Regions from separate parts of the Zea mays genome. Here region 1 is linked to region 2. Evidence: chromatin contacts called from public Hi-C data. All regions are on one chromosome and are shown on one strand. The core of a region is the stretch at or near the end of the contact, and the rest is flanking DNA. Distances in the headings are between cores, read along the strand shown.

Region 1 (2,756 bases), core at 111-2,610, 130 kb after region 2:
GCGGGCCGTGACGCGGCGCGCCGCGACAACGCTTGGCGGATGCCAAGGAGCTTGGCTAGTTGGCTCTGTGGCCTGTGGCCTGTGGCCTGCGGCCTGCGCTCGGCGCCGGGACCCCGGGCCCGGGGGCGTGCGGCTGCAAGGCATCGCGTCTGGTTTGGCGTCCGCGGCGGCTCCTGGCTACTCGATCACTGCCTTTTGCGGGGAAAGCGACCCGTCGTTCCGGGCAGCGGGTGGCCCCAGACGCCCAGTGATGTGTAGTGTGGTCTGGCAGCGGCGGTCCTCGCCTCAGCAGCCGCCCGTAGCCAAGAAGTGACCTCGACGTGATACGCCGCTCTCTCGCGATATGCCGCCGCATATTCCGTTCTCCCGGCGGCGCGCGGTAAAAGGCTCTGACGTCGAAAGGAGATGGATCCATAGTTTGTTTATGCACGCGTTTCCATCGTTCCTGTTGCACTGCTAATCATGTCGCCAATTATCCATTCCTGCCTCATGGGTGGCTCCAGCTTCGCGCCCAATAGATAGAGGAGTCGCACGCTGGCTGGATTCGTGAACGGCCGCTAGCGTCCGCTCCGCTACTGTACTGCGAGGGGATCATAATAGGGCTAGTTTAGTGACCACAGAAATTGAGATGATATATTTATTTCTACCAAACCAGTCTCTAGGGTTAATTTGGTGACAACAGAATCATATGGATTGGAAAAAAAATTGAGAAGAAAATGAATTAATTTCCTTTTCAATATCCTCCAATTCTCCTGTAATCACTGGTAGCCAAATTAGCCCTTAGAACTCGTTTGGAGGACAGAGAAATAAAAGAAATCCATGGAAAAGATATCTCCTTTATTTTCCTGTCCACTAAATCTGTCCTTAGAGCAGATTTGGTGGAAAAAGAATTGGAGGGATCCAAAAGTAGCTGAAAAATTCCTCTCCACAGATCCCTAATTTTTCCTTTCGCCAAACCAGCTCTAAATAGTGAAGGAATTCTTCCTTATGGATCCCTCCTATGGTCACCAAACGACCCTTAGTTTATGGCAAATCCACCCAAATTTGTGGACCGTCGCACATGGTTTGCCGCAGAACAATTAGTTAGTACTCCAACAGCAAGTTGGCAGGCACACATCGTTTCAAGATGGCAACATGCTGATCCCAGTAAAAAGAAAAAACACAGGGCAAAGTATGGCTGCTGACACCATTGACGCGTACCGCCACTAAACCCAAAATGGGCTTGTAGGGAATTTACCGTAAATGGTTGTGCCGTCAGCCTTCAGTCTCAGGGTTTATAGTACATAGTAAAAAAAAGCAAAATAAAAAATTCGGCTGGTGGAGAGAGAGAGAGGTGGAGAGAGAGGAGAGGAGATGCGGACAGATCTCGAGAAATAACCAAATCAGAAAACGGAACCGGAAATGCAGCGAGGGAGGGAGGGAGGGAGGCTGCCCATTATTAACTCTCCCTCCCCCCACGCAGAAGACGACGACCGGAAGCAAAACAGCCAGCCAACCAACCAACCAGACCAGGGATGGATGGTGCGCACCAAGAAAGGGGGCACCGCACCGAGCCAATGATCTGCAAGAAGAGAGGTAGGATTTAGGCACGGCACCTATAGCCCCTGACGAGAGAGAGAGGGAGAGAGATTTGGTCTTGGATAAGAGTGGAGAGACTGGAGACGGGTGGGTGGAGTGAGAGAAGTCACTCGGGGAGCCTCCAGATTCTGAATCTCCCGCAACCCGTCTCATCGCCGGAGTGGAGTTCCAGGTAAGACGAGGTTACAAAGATCCTCCGCCTCCTCCTCCTCCTCCTCCTCCTCCTCCTCCTATCAGCACTGGCACTGCACGCCGCCGATCTCTTGGGGTCCTCGGCTTCAGACGGTTTCTCGCGCCAGATTTAGCGGTAGTGATCTTTGTTTCCTGGGCACGTCAACCTCGACAGGCAGAGAAGAGAAGCCTCATCCTTGGTTTGTCTTTAACTTATCCCATCTTTCCTGCTCGGAACCCGTCCCCCCCATGCATGTTTCAGTCAACTGTTTTTGGCGAGTGCTGCACGTTGCTGATTTTCTGTTGGTTTCTTGAGGTCTCCTCGAGGCCTGTTCACCAACCGCATGCCAGGTTTCCCCGACTTGTCTTCTGCAGCTGTGAGTGTAGCACCGGCACGGCAGGCACCTGAGCAGAGCTATGGGCGTGTACAGCAGCATGCCTCACTGACTGACGCTGACGGGCACCGCAGCACAGCACAGCACGCACTCACCTCATAAAATGGGTTGATTTTCCGGGACGCTTTGTGGAATCTCGAATCTAGCCTTTTGCAAACCACCCTTATTTTATTTCCCTTTCATCGTTTCATTTGCCGGAAGAAATAAACACATTTGGTTGGTTGTGGTTGCTTGCTTGCTTAGTATTAAGCGAGAATTTAACTGCAGCTCATGAACAGTCTGTGGAAGTTTCCTCCTTCAGCAACAACAGTTTTCTCTGGATTTTTAGAGTTCTTCGTCCTTTACTTTTTTTTGCCCCCTTCTATCATCCAGCAACCGTATCCAATCTTTACTGTGAGTTTCTTGGCCATGTGGACCTTTTTGGCTTCCTAGGTGTTTTATCTAAATACTGTTACAAATGGCCACCTGTTAGTCAACCAGAGGTCAGAAGTACCGCTTACCTGAACAAAAAGCTCCAGAAACATGGATATTTATATATGGGCATAACCAAGCTTCTTCATGTATTATTTTTGCGGTATTTGGTATTCACATTCCAAACAGTAGAATTTGCAG
Region 2 (2,824 bases), core at 283-2,782:
CGCTAAAAACGTACTTATATGATGATAGACGCAATGACGTTGAAAAACATGTCCAACTAAGATCGTCTTCAAGAGTCTACTAAATTTTACTCGCTAAATTTCATTTAATGAGTCATTTGAATAAAAATCACTTTATATATATTTTCAATCTCCAACAATCTTTCTATATATTGCTTACACTTTAAAGAGTCATTCACGTTTTCTATATTTGGCTAGCGAGAAAATCCAAATAAGAGATGGCTATATTTGAATAACTATTTAGATAAGTTGTTGTGGGGTGTTTTTTAAATTAAAAAACTCTATTTATATAGATTAAGAAAAATACAGAGAGTCTCTTGAGTGCTCTAATAACTGGTTATTGTGTTTTACTATAAGCTTATTTATGTTCACTTTTACAATCCTACATATTACATTTCATTAGCATTACACAGTCAAATCTCATGCATACATGCTTCCACTTATTAATCATTTCCTGCTCAAATTACACTTACATAGACACAATACTTAAATCCAAATTAAGATTTCATAATTGAATTTGATATATCATGTGCAGGGGCACGACATTCACTACTCTCTTCATTTTTTTATTTGTCGTCGTTTAGTTTAAAAATAAACTAGCGGACGATAAATATTTAACAATAGAGGTAGTATTAAATTATACAGTGTTAAATGATCATCTAGTCATTCCTTAATTTAATTTTAGATTAAAAACAAAAAGAAACATGACCCATTAGACAAGGTGTTACAATTCAGGAAGAATTGTACTCCATCCGTTTTCTTTTATTTAACGTTTCCGATCAGTTAGCACAAATTAATATAACCGAAGCCAGACTAAATTATCCCTAATTCTAGCAGGTGTTGGCTGCACAAACGTGCTCATCTGGAGTAATTCTCAAATCTGAGCGGGGAGTATAAGAGGGTAAAAAAGGAAAGATGTTTTACTTTATACTACTAGCGATAAGTATTTTGAATACTTTTAGTTTGTACTACTGGTGTTAAATAAAAAAACTGAGAGTATTAGCAGGGATATTTTCTATGTTTTGTTAGCGATTGATCTTTTTTACATGGTCAAGTTAAGGTCTTGTTTGGGAATAAAATTTTTAAAAACCACAGTTTTTTAAATACTACAGTATACTTTAGTCATGACAATACCGTAGTTTACAATATCACAATTTTGAAAACTGAGGTCCAGATTTAAGTTTAAAATATCTTAAAACAACTATAGTATTTGCAATACTTCAGTTTTGAAAACAGAGATTTTAGTCAGCTTGTCAAACACTATTCTGTATATAACTTCCAAAACTGTGAAAAAACTTCAATTCCAAAATTCCAAACACCCTAAGGCTTTGTTCGTTTCATCCCTAATCCATGGGGATCGAGGGGGATTGGAGTGGATTGAGGGGGATTTTGACTTGTAGGGGATTCAATCCCTCTCAATCCCATGGATTTGATAAAAACGAACAGGGCCTAAGATGACATTCATCAGCGAATTTTCCCACCGCTCAGCAGTGACCTCGTTCCCGTCCTCCTCGCATCCCTCTCGTCCGCCGCCGCCTGGCTCGCGCCGCCGACAGTTTCTCGGCCCAGATCGAGACACGCCCGCCATCCTACACCAGGTGCCGAGGCCTTCGCCGATCAAAGAGATCCCAGACAGCAGGTATTCCCTCCCACCCCCTTCTCTTCCCTGCTGCTGTGCGACGCCGAGTTCCCCACCCACCTCAAGCTATTTGGCTGTTCGATGCCTAGTAACTTTCTAACTATTTGCGAAAATTATTGGGTGTCCATGTGTACACCCATGTCCTTCTACTAGATCCGTCCGTGCCCTGCTCCTCGAACCATGGGGACCTCTGCCCAGGAATCGCCTCTCTGGAAGCGTATCGACGATGCCGAGTAGTAAGATTCTCCGCTTCCCTTCTTCCCCGTCCTTTACTTAGGGTAGCTTGTTCCCTGCCCTTGCTTATTGGCTATTACTAGTTGACGAGCACTGGTTGTGCAATCGAACTACGTTGTCCTGAGTACAAATCTGTTCCGATCATCTTGCTTTATCCGGTTTGGAACTGCAAGAGGAGTGGAAGCCACAGAAGCATATTCTCATCATTTGATATGACTGTCATGATTGCCGAATTTTTTATAGCCTACTTTTCCTGCCTGCTGATGAGCGATGGAGTTGCGGAGTGCCTGCCATTGTTTACAGTGCTTTCCGTTGCATACCTGAATATGCAAGGCCATATTTTATCTGAAAAGTAAGAAGTGCGGTCAGCTGTTTCCTTACCCTGTTGCCATCCTCATGTTTCAGCTATCTAGTCAGTGGATCATTTGACCAGGCGGTGTTGACTGCTTTATCCGTCGCCGATGAAATACACATGGCTTCTTTGGAGAGCGCTAGCGACCAGGATGAGCTCCTGGAGATGCTTGAATCGGCTGGGATGGTGCTTGTGCAGGCACTAAAAGAACTCAGGAGGTAAATCCTTCTCGATTTCTGTTTTTTTTTGTACCTATACATCCTGCCGGAACCAGATTTGGTATATTGCTATCTGCTGTAACGAGACAAACTGCTGGTGACGAAATTAGTGCCTAGATTTGCCAAATGGAAAGCATCGGATCCCTGCGTACTGATGATGTAGCTCTGTGCTGAACATACGCAGAGCTCGTGTTTAAGTCTTTATCATAACACACTACGCTAAATATTCCAGGGCCTCTGAGATGTTTGCTCAGCTTAAGATGATGTTTGGTTCAGTGCCATCAGTGCCTGCTAGAGTTTTCCTTACAGGGTAATTGCTACTCATAAGTCCCATATACTTAGTACTACCTGAAATGTATCCAT

Evidence for each region. A called contact is a pair of places that touch in the nucleus more often than the background predicts.
Region 1: a Hi-C map of endosperm shows a contact between it and region 2, with 3 times the contacts expected there. The contact joins the promoter of LOC103626417 here to the promoter of LOC100384040 in region 2. A contact is called at or near these places in 2 of 25 Hi-C or Micro-C datasets (endosperm and leaf).

Annotation. Positions count from the first base shown.
Region 1 is chr5:59,946,370-59,949,125 of Zm-B73-REFERENCE-NAM-5.0, forward strand. It overlaps LOC103626417 (protein PHOSPHATE STARVATION RESPONSE 3), which reads left to right and starts at 1,361. Exons shown (of 7, transcript XM_035959046.1): 1 at 1,361-1,750.
Region 2 is chr5:59,814,505-59,817,328 of Zm-B73-REFERENCE-NAM-5.0, forward strand. It overlaps LOC100384040 (3-phosphoinositide-dependent protein kinase-1), which reads left to right and starts at 1,533. Exons shown (of 7, transcript NM_001176648.1): 1 at 1,533-1,657; 2 at 1,811-1,893; 3 at 2,297-2,461; 4 at 2,694-2,771. The coding sequence starts at 1,838.